3 separate regions of the Sus scrofa genome follow, and all the other regions are linked to region 2. The links are chromatin contacts, called in public HiChIP or PLAC-seq maps. All regions are on one chromosome and are shown on one strand. The core of a region is the stretch at or near the end of the contact, and the rest is flanking DNA. Distances in the headings are between cores, read along the strand shown. Region 1 holds the start of IPO9 (importin-9). Region 2 holds the start of NAV1 (neuron navigator 1). Region 3 overlaps NAV1 (neuron navigator 1).

Region 1 (2,700 bases), core at 103-2,602, 220 kb after region 2:
TACCACCTTCTGGACCTGGGGGAAAAGTGAATCAACCTAGGAGAAAAGAGGCTGTTCATTCTAATGGAGTTCTGCTTCTCCTGGCCACTCAAAGAAGGAAAATGACAAATCCTACTCTTCCCCACTGTGAAACTTTGGGGTCCAGGAGGCAATCTTTCCCCTAGGAAACTGCTATGGGGACCCAACCCAGCTCTGCCCTCTATCAGGGAGGTGGCAAATAGTTCAGAGCTCTCCCTGAAATAAGCAATCAAGGAAAAGTTCCCTGGTGGCCTAGCAGGTTAAGGAGCCAGCACTGTCACTGCTGTGGCTCAGATTTTTGACCCCTGGCCCAGGAACTTTTGTATACTGCACGTACAGACAAACACGAGAGGAATCATTCTTTCAGAAGAATACTCAGATGAAGTGACCTGATCCCTGATTGTTGACAGCTTAGCATCCACGGTCTTAGAACTGGGCTAAGAGTGGCTACCTGGTCCTCTTTGCCACTTAGGAACAAGTCATGATCCCTAGAAACCATTTTAAGGCATTCAACCTGAACAGCTTATTATGAAACATCTGTCCTGTTTGGTCTGAACCTCCCACCCCAACAATGGTACCATCCTTCTACCACGGCAAGCATTGCATTCACTCTCCACCCTTTAAAGGTCCAGTGGTAACTCACCTGGAGAAAAAATTTACACTTTCTCAGCACATGGGACTTATTCTCCAATAGTCAGATAAGTACTTTCTCTGGAGGGGACAGCCTTACCGACGCAGGTCTCTCTCCTGGCCAGCGACTATCTGACCATGAGGTTAGGCTCACCTGGCTGGAAAAACCATGGACCCGGCCTCTGCAAGATGACCGCTCCCCTCTGCCCAGCCCACTTCAGATTCTTTCCCTGCCCTTTGGATTCCTGAAACTGCGATGAGTTCCCTGTGGTGGCTCAGTGGGTTAAGGACCCAACATGGTCTCTCTGAGGATGCATGTTCCATCCGGGCCTCGCTCAGTCGCTTAAGGATCTGAGATTAAGAGACTCATTAGTTGTGGGGGGAAAGAGGTCGGCTTCCAACCCCCTCCCTAAAGCCTTGTCCACTCATTCCCATCCCACCCTCTCCTAACGCAGCATCTCACCCCGAAAGGATCCGTGCAAGAGGAGGTACAGGTCTTGGCCTGAGCTGCGGCCAAGGCTGCCCACGCGCTGTCTGCGGCCGTCGGGGAGCCCGCACCTCGCGGGGGCTCACTCGACAGGCTTCCCGCTGAGGCGCTGCAGTTCTTGTCTCCACCGCAGGCGGCGCTGTCTCGGGAGGCTCATGCCGCTGCCCCGCCCCTCGCGCGCCCGCCCGGCCTGTGCGCAGGCGCGGCTTCGCGGATTGGCCGCGCGCGGGAGCCGTCCGGCGGCGGCGGGTCGGGCCGCGGGGCTGGCGCGCGGCGGGAGAAAGATGGCGGCGGCGGCGGCGGCTGGCGCGGCCTCGGGGCTGCCGGGGCCGGTGGCCCAAGGGCTGAAAGAGGCGCTGGTGGATACGCTCACCGGGATCCTGTCTCCGGTGCAGGAAGTGCGGGCGGCCGCCGAGGAGCAGATCAAAGTGCTGGAGGTGACAGAGGGTGAGTGAGGCGGGTCGTCGCGAGGGCGGCTGACCTGGGCCGCGCTGACCGCAGGCTGGGGAGGGAGGGTCCTGGGGAGGCTAGTCAGGGAGGCCGGTGGGGAAGGAGGGTTCTCCCGGGAGGGAAGGTCCCCCCGGGAGGGAGGCGCCTGGGCGGCGGCGTGGAGGGTCCTGGAGAGGCCGGCCGGGGAGGGAGGATCCGGGGCGGGAGGGTCCCGGAGGGAGGGCCCCACGGAGGGAGGGTCCAGGGAGGGAGGCTCCGGGAGGACCCTGGGCGGCGGCGCGGAGGGTCCGGGGCAGGCGCGCTGAGCGCGGGCCCGGGCTCGCTCTCGGCCGGGAGCGCGGGGCTGGGCGAGCGGGCGGCGGGGTTGAGGCCGCGGCCGTGGGCCGGAGACCTGGCGGGACCGCGCCTCCGCGCGCCTCCCCGGGAATCAGTCAGACGCCTGTGCGGCCGCCTCCCCTCCCGCGCGCTCCCCGGGGCTTTTCGGAGTGGTTGGCACTGCTCGGGGAAGCTGATCATCCTTTGTCTTTGAGTCTTTGTCCGCATCCTCCTAGTATAGGCTTGAGAATGATGGAGGAAAGAACGAGCCTCTGGCTTGAGGTCGCCTGTCAGTTCCTGCCCAGCGGGCCTTCCCCAGGCCCGGGGGAGCCTTGCTACACGGGCAGTTTGATCCTGAACCCAGAGGAGAGAAATCCTCTCGGGCTTTATGTCAGAAATGCGTCTGGTCCGTCGGGGCTCCGCTCCCCCAGCTCAGCAGGGAGGTTCCACCAGCACTCAAATTGCCGGTGGTCTGACCAGGCACTCTCAGAACCTCGCAGTGGCCCTCCTACTGGACTTAGGGTTTTTGTTGAAAAAGACTTAAAACAGCTTTCCTTTAAATGTAACGTCCTCCCACGACATGGAGCACCATTGAAAACTAAGTCACTTCTCTTGGAAATACTTAGAGATTTGGGATCCAACAGGTTAGGGACCCGGTTTTTGAAGGCCTAGTTGGAGCTGTCATTGTTCTGGAAAATGTCAGACACTGCAAGAGGAGCAACCTCGGGATAGAAGAAAGCTCTCTGGGAGCCATGCATAGGTTGATCTGTGGGAGTTATTATAGCCTCCTGGGTAAAATT
Region 2 (2,736 bases), core at 129-2,628:
CAGGCTCCCCTTTGCTGGCCCAGGAGCCTGTGAAAAGCAGGAGAGGTCCCAGTTAGGGCACCGCTGAACGCCAAACTGGATGCAGGGTGCGGGGCTCAGGGATCAGGATAACAACAAATGGTTACAGAGTAGTTCCAGGCACTGTCCTGAGTGTGTCACCTATACTGTCACACTTAATAATCCTCCTGACAGTCGCGGGAGACAGCAGCTATTATTACTGCATTTCATAGAGGGAGAAACTGAAGCACTCAGAGGTTCAAGAATCCGTTCAAGTTCCCAGGGCTGGTGAAGCGTAGCTCCAGGAACCCAGGCAATCTGCCTTCGAGCCCGCACTTCCAGCTGCTACACACAGGGTGAGGGGCTCATCACATGCACGGGTTCCTCTGAGATGCCCCCACCCCCACTCCGCAGAGACAACTCATTTCTTTCACAGACAAAACCATCTAAAAACCCTTTTCCCTGACAAGGTGGGATTCCTCAGTGTCACTTCTGGCCCAGTATCTGGTGTCCCTTTGTTGTTCCCTTATGGCCACCCACAGCCACTGTGACCTGAGTGACTCGATGGGTGTGGCAGGGCTCTGGACTCTTGAGTGCCGCTGCTGGCCACTGGTTGATGTCCCTGGTGAAGGGTTCTAAGACCCAGGGAGCTGGCTCTTCTGAAACTAATGTTTGAGGGTGGGGGGGAGGCGGCAACATCTCTGATCGCAGACTCCAGGGTCCTTGGTGGCACTATTCCCTGTGTCCCAGAGTCCACCGTCTGACCTCTGATGTGCTCTCTTGGGATGTAGGGCTGGGGGCCTGCACTGCACAGGCAGTGCCCTAGGTTCTGACGGAAGCCCTCCTTCCAGCCATTCTGCAGGTCTGGTCACCTCCTCTCCCCACCCCACCCCTGAGGTCCCAGAAGGAGGAGGGGCAGGAGGTGGAATGGAGTCCCATGCCTTGTATTACTGAGCACCTACTGTTTACCTGGCTCTCCTGGGGTCTCCCCTCTCCCCTGCACCCGTGTCCCAGCTCAGACAGGGGGACAGAGGAAGGAAGGGGGCAGGCAGACGGGGTGTGGGGGGTGGGCTGGCCGACCCATCTGTCCCCTCTCCTAAGAACTGCCCAGCCGGCCGAGGACTTGGGTGGGGGTGGGGGCGGCCGGGCCTGGAAGTGGCGGCGGCGGCCCGGGGCCAAGGAAAGGCTCGATTGTGCGAAGGCTTCCTGCCCGCCACCCAGCTCCTCCTTTCTGAGGCCGCGGAGGCGGGACGGAAGGCGAAGGCAGGAAAGGGTTACGGGAATAGCGTTCCAGCGACAAAGTCTGGAAGGGACCGGCGCCTCCGCCCCTCTGCGGGTTAAACGGGCCCAGCGCGGGGGGTGGGGGAGCGAGGGCGCCGAGCGGCGCAGCCTCCGCCCCCCGGCCCGGGGAGGCGGCCGGCGTGTGCCCGGGGCAGCGGGTCACCAGGCTCCGCCCCGCGCCCGGCCGGGACGCACTTTGTTCGGGATGCCGCCTCCCTCCGCGTCGCGGGGCCGGGGCCGCCGGCGGCCCTAGTGCCAGCCCGCGGCTGGACGCGGACGCGGACGCCGAGACTCCGCGAGGGCCCAGCCGGCGCGGGAGCCCGAGAACTTTCTCCTCGCGCCGAGGGCTCGGCCGCCGCGGTCCGGATGCAAGGAGCCGGGGCCCGGGAGTGCCGGCGTGCCGGTGAGTTGCCTGCGCGGAGACCGGGCGGTCGCGGGGCGGGGCTGGCAGGTCCTGCGGGGCCGGGACCGAGTTCCCGGGGCGCGGGTAGGGGAGGTGAGCTCGCGCCCCCGAGAGGCTGCGCGCTGGGCGCGGAGAGGCGCTGGAGTAACAACCGGGGTGCCAGCGGCTTCTCGGGAAGGTGCGTGTCTTCATGTCCCTGTGGGGCAGCCCAGGAATTGACTCACCAGGGGCCACTCAACTCCAGCCTTTCCGAGCCTCGGTTTCCCTTGCGGTGCAGTTGAAAGTGTGTTGAGACCCCATGATCAGAGACGCCGAGGAGTCCCTGCCCACACCTCCCATCCCAGGAGAGAAGAGCTGGGCAAGTGACCTTGGCTCGCAGGTCTAGAAACCCTCGCTGGCGGGGGTGATGCGCTGAGAATCGCCCTCTTGGAGCAAGCTTCCCGGAGGACAGGGAGAGAGGGGAAGAGAACGGGTGGGCTCGGAGCTCACCTGGGGGTCCCCTTGCTGGGGCCCTCTGGTCCCTTCTATGCTCGGAGCTGATAGAAACTGGTCGGAGGATAAAGAACCGGCCAGGTCTGAAGGGGGCAGAGAGGGTAGGCGGGGTGGGAGAGGCTGACCGGTGGGCGGTGGGGGCCCTGGGCAGAGGTGACGTCCATCCGGCAGCGAGGGTTCCTTGTCCCTGAGCCCAACACAGGAAAATCAGCTGGCGAGTCAATGGGACTTTGTTAGGACAGCCCAGGGCGCAGCTGGCGCCGGCTTCTGGGAAGCGCCGGATCCCCCTGGATAACGTGCTGTTTATCCGGCTTCCTGTTTCAGTGGTTGGGACCCCATTGGCTGGTTCAAATGCAGTGAAGCCTGCGGCCTCTTGGCGCTACAGAAACCTAGGGTTTGCCTGGGTTTGCATCTTGCGTGCGGTCTCGTTCCCCTGCGTGTGTCCCGTGTGTCCCCTGCAGTCACTTGTCCTAGGGGTTGAGGAACTTCGCACAAAGACACCCCCCCACCTCCCGCCACCCACTCCTCTCCACGTGGGCCGAGCTGCCACCCTGTAGATCCCG
Region 3 (2,700 bases), core at 63-2,562, 200 kb after region 2:
GGCCCTTCTGGACCTCAGTGGCCTCCCCACCACTTCCTGAGCAAGTCTGGTGCCTTCTGAGCCCCTCCTTCGAAAGCGGAGAACAGTCCTTGTAGGGCTGTTCGGTGCCAGCCAGAGGGCAGCGTCCCCAGCCAGGTGACATGAGGGGGGGGGTCTCTCCAGGACTCCAGAGCCCAGCAGTGTGGGGAACCCTCCCAGTGCTCCTGGTGGCCTGGGCCGTGAGGGATGGTTGATCCTGAGGTCCGTTCTGGCCCTAACACCTACGCCTTCAAGTTGATGGCCATAAGGATGAGCTTCAGATCAGCCGGTTTCATCTGCCAGCCTTCTTGGCAGCGACAAGCTCCAGGGAGGGCTTTGTTAAACCGCGGTCTGGGGTCCGAGCCCACCTGTGAGGAGGATCCAGGGCCCGGATGCAGGTCTCAGCCGCTTGGCGTGCCCCAGGCCCCCTCCCTTGAGCTCTGTGCGCTGCCTTCTCCACGGTAACCGCCTCTCTCCCCCTCTGTGCTCCCTGCTTCAGGCTGAGGAGAGGATGCAGTCCGAGGTAGGGAGCCAGCTGTTGTCTCTGCTTGTCGCCATCACCGCCCCCGTCGCCTTCCAGAGCTTACACTTCTTCCGCCACCGTCAGTTCGTATCCCCTTCCTTTCACAGCAAATCCGGAAGCTGCGGAGGGAACTGGAATCGTCCCAGGAAAAAGTGGCCACCTTGACGTCCCAGCTTTCGGCCAACGTGAGTGCCCAAAAGCAGGGCAGCTGGTTGGGCCCCAAATTAGGGACGTTCAGCCAGAGGAGAACCGGCTGCTTCGGCGTCCTGTGGGCTTTGATCCCAGGGGAACAGAGGATTTGGGGATTGGCGCGTCTTCCCCGGAGCCCCGATGTTTAGGAAGCACCATTTTTACCCCCACCCTAATTCACAGGTGTGGGTGAAGTCACGTCCAGTGGCCTTTGAGCGTCTGGGTTCTCAGTGGTTCTGGGTGGAGGTGACAGAATTAGTTATGGGTTAGTATTATCCATCCCCAGAACCCTCTGCCTCTGCCCAGGGGTACATTCGTGCCTTTGTCATACCCACGTGTCCGGACAGGCACAGGCACAGAGCTGGGTGTTGGAGCCCCGTCTGGCCCCTGTGACGGGGCGTAGGGGCCCGGCCCCACCTCCCCGGCCCCTTGGCCCTCACTTCAAGTGGGGGCCAGCATGCTTTGTGGCTGTCTTCACTGAGAAGGAGTTTCTTCTTGGTGGCCTCTCCGCCCCACGGGATGGGGAGACATGAAGCTGCCTCCCCGACGAGGCGGCAAACAGGACATAGGAGCCCTTTTCCCCCAAAGCTGTAAACAACAGCTGAGCCGGATCTGCTGGCGCTGGCTCTCCAAGTGTTTGCACAAAGTAACCATGTCTGCAGCTTCCGCAGGCCTTTCTGGCTTTCTTCTCTCCCCTTCCTCCCTGGGGGGCCCAGCTGTCAGGCCTGGTCCCCAGCCCAGACTCAGGTAGCATTTCCACTGTATTTCAGCAGCAGTTTCCTCACCACAGTGGTTCTTCTCTTTCCCCCAAACTCTCATTTGTACACTTATCAGCTTGTATGAAGTTCACCCCAAGTCCTTAAAACTACGATTGGGGACCTATAAGAATTGTAATCGAGTCAAGATACATCTTTTCTCTCCCTGTGCCCCACCCCCAAGGCTGGGAAATTGGGAGGCGGAGTGAGGGGGGCAGAGGCCCCCCCCCCGACTCATTTGCACTCAGCCTCCTGCTGGTGAGACTGGGCGGGAGCCCAGAGGATGGGTTCAAGGGTGACTCTCTTAGGACAGGAAGAGAACAGGCTGAACCCGCAGACCCGCTGGCCTGGATTTTGGATGCAGGCTTTGACTGAGGGTCAGAGCCCTGCCTCCAAGCCGGGGCTGCAGCGCAAGGACCCCCACTTGTTCTCAGGATCCTTGACTGCAGACCTTGTGCCCTGTTCCCCGGACTCCCCAGCTGTCCGCCCTGGGGCACCTTCCAACCCCTACCCCAGATGCCAGCCTCCTTCCAGCACCTCGGCCAAGCCCTGAGGTCATCCAGGCCCCTCTGGGGCTGGGGGTGGTGGTGGCAGCACCCCCAGAGGAGGGGGAGCCCACTCGGCAGGAGGCCAGCACGGAAAAGCCCTCAAGAAGGGGGTGACCTGAGGCCAAGAAGGCACGGACTCCCTGGACCAGAGACGCCTCCCTCAAGCTGTGTCCCCAGGGTGGTGGTTGGAAACTGGAGTTGGCCACAGGGAGGCAGAACCTCTGGGGACGGGAAGCAGTGGGGTCACAGTGTCCCTCACTTGCTGGGTCACCGTCTGCTTGGTGCCCTCACTGATGGCTGTTCCTCCTTCTGAGCACGCATCTGCCTCTCTGGTCCCAAGCCGATAGAGCTGGATGGAGCTCCAGCCCACCTTCCCCTACCTCCCCCAGGTCCCTGGGGCGGCTCTCGAGGCAGGCCCGCCACCTAGTGTCCAGACTGCAGAATTGCTCTGAATCCTCCGCCCCCCCCCCCCCCCGCACCCACAGCTGCTCCAGCCCCCCAAAAGGAGCCCCAGGAAATGGTCAGGGAAGGAGCTTCAAAACACAATACGATTGAGAACCGAGGTCCCTGGGTGCAAGGGGGGCGATATGCCACACCCTTTCCATGGGGGTGGGGTGATGGAGCCCTGAGGCCAGCCCACAGGTAACAGCCACAGCCCCAGGGGGGA

The links. HiChIP or PLAC-seq counts read pairs in DNA pulled down with a chosen protein or histone mark.
Region 1: an H3K27ac HiChIP or PLAC-seq map of alveolar macrophages shows a contact between it and region 2. The contact joins the promoter of IPO9 here to the promoter of NAV1 in region 2. A contact is called at or near these places in 3 of 5 promoter capture datasets (fetal liver, fetal skeletal muscle and liver), 2 of 47 Hi-C or Micro-C datasets (embryonic fibroblasts and liver) and 2 of 2 datasets of contacts at active chromatin or transcription factors (alveolar macrophages and skeletal muscle).
Region 3: a contact with region 2 is called in an H3K27ac HiChIP or PLAC-seq map of skeletal muscle, with 9 times the contacts expected there. The contact joins the enhancer-like site here to the promoter of NAV1 in region 2. A contact is called at or near these places in 6 of 47 Hi-C or Micro-C datasets (embryonic fibroblasts, heart right ventricle, mesenteric adipose tissue and 3 more) and 2 of 2 datasets of contacts at active chromatin or transcription factors (alveolar macrophages and skeletal muscle).

The regions. Positions count from the first base shown.
Region 1 is chr10:24,108,774-24,111,473 of Sscrofa11.1, forward strand. It overlaps IPO9 (importin-9), which reads left to right and starts at 1,353. Exons shown (of 24, transcript XM_021064520.1): 1 at 1,353-1,582. The coding sequence starts at 1,420.
Region 2 is chr10:23,884,343-23,887,078 of Sscrofa11.1, forward strand. NAV1 (neuron navigator 1) reads left to right here and starts at 1,379. Exons shown (of 31, transcript XM_021064517.1): 1 at 1,379-1,681.
Region 3 is chr10:24,081,644-24,084,343 of Sscrofa11.1, forward strand. It overlaps NAV1 (neuron navigator 1), which reads left to right. Exons shown (of 31, transcript XM_021064517.1): 14 at 649-726. Among named protein-coding and RNA genes, the nearest start is that of IPO9, 27 kb to the right of the region's middle. Within about 2 kb of position 1,313, at least 19 of the 83 cell types and tissues checked have an H3K27ac peak or open chromatin away from gene starts, as enhancers often do. A contact at or near this core is called in mesenteric adipose tissue, omental adipose tissue, retroperitoneal adipose tissue and 1 more, where this site is marked.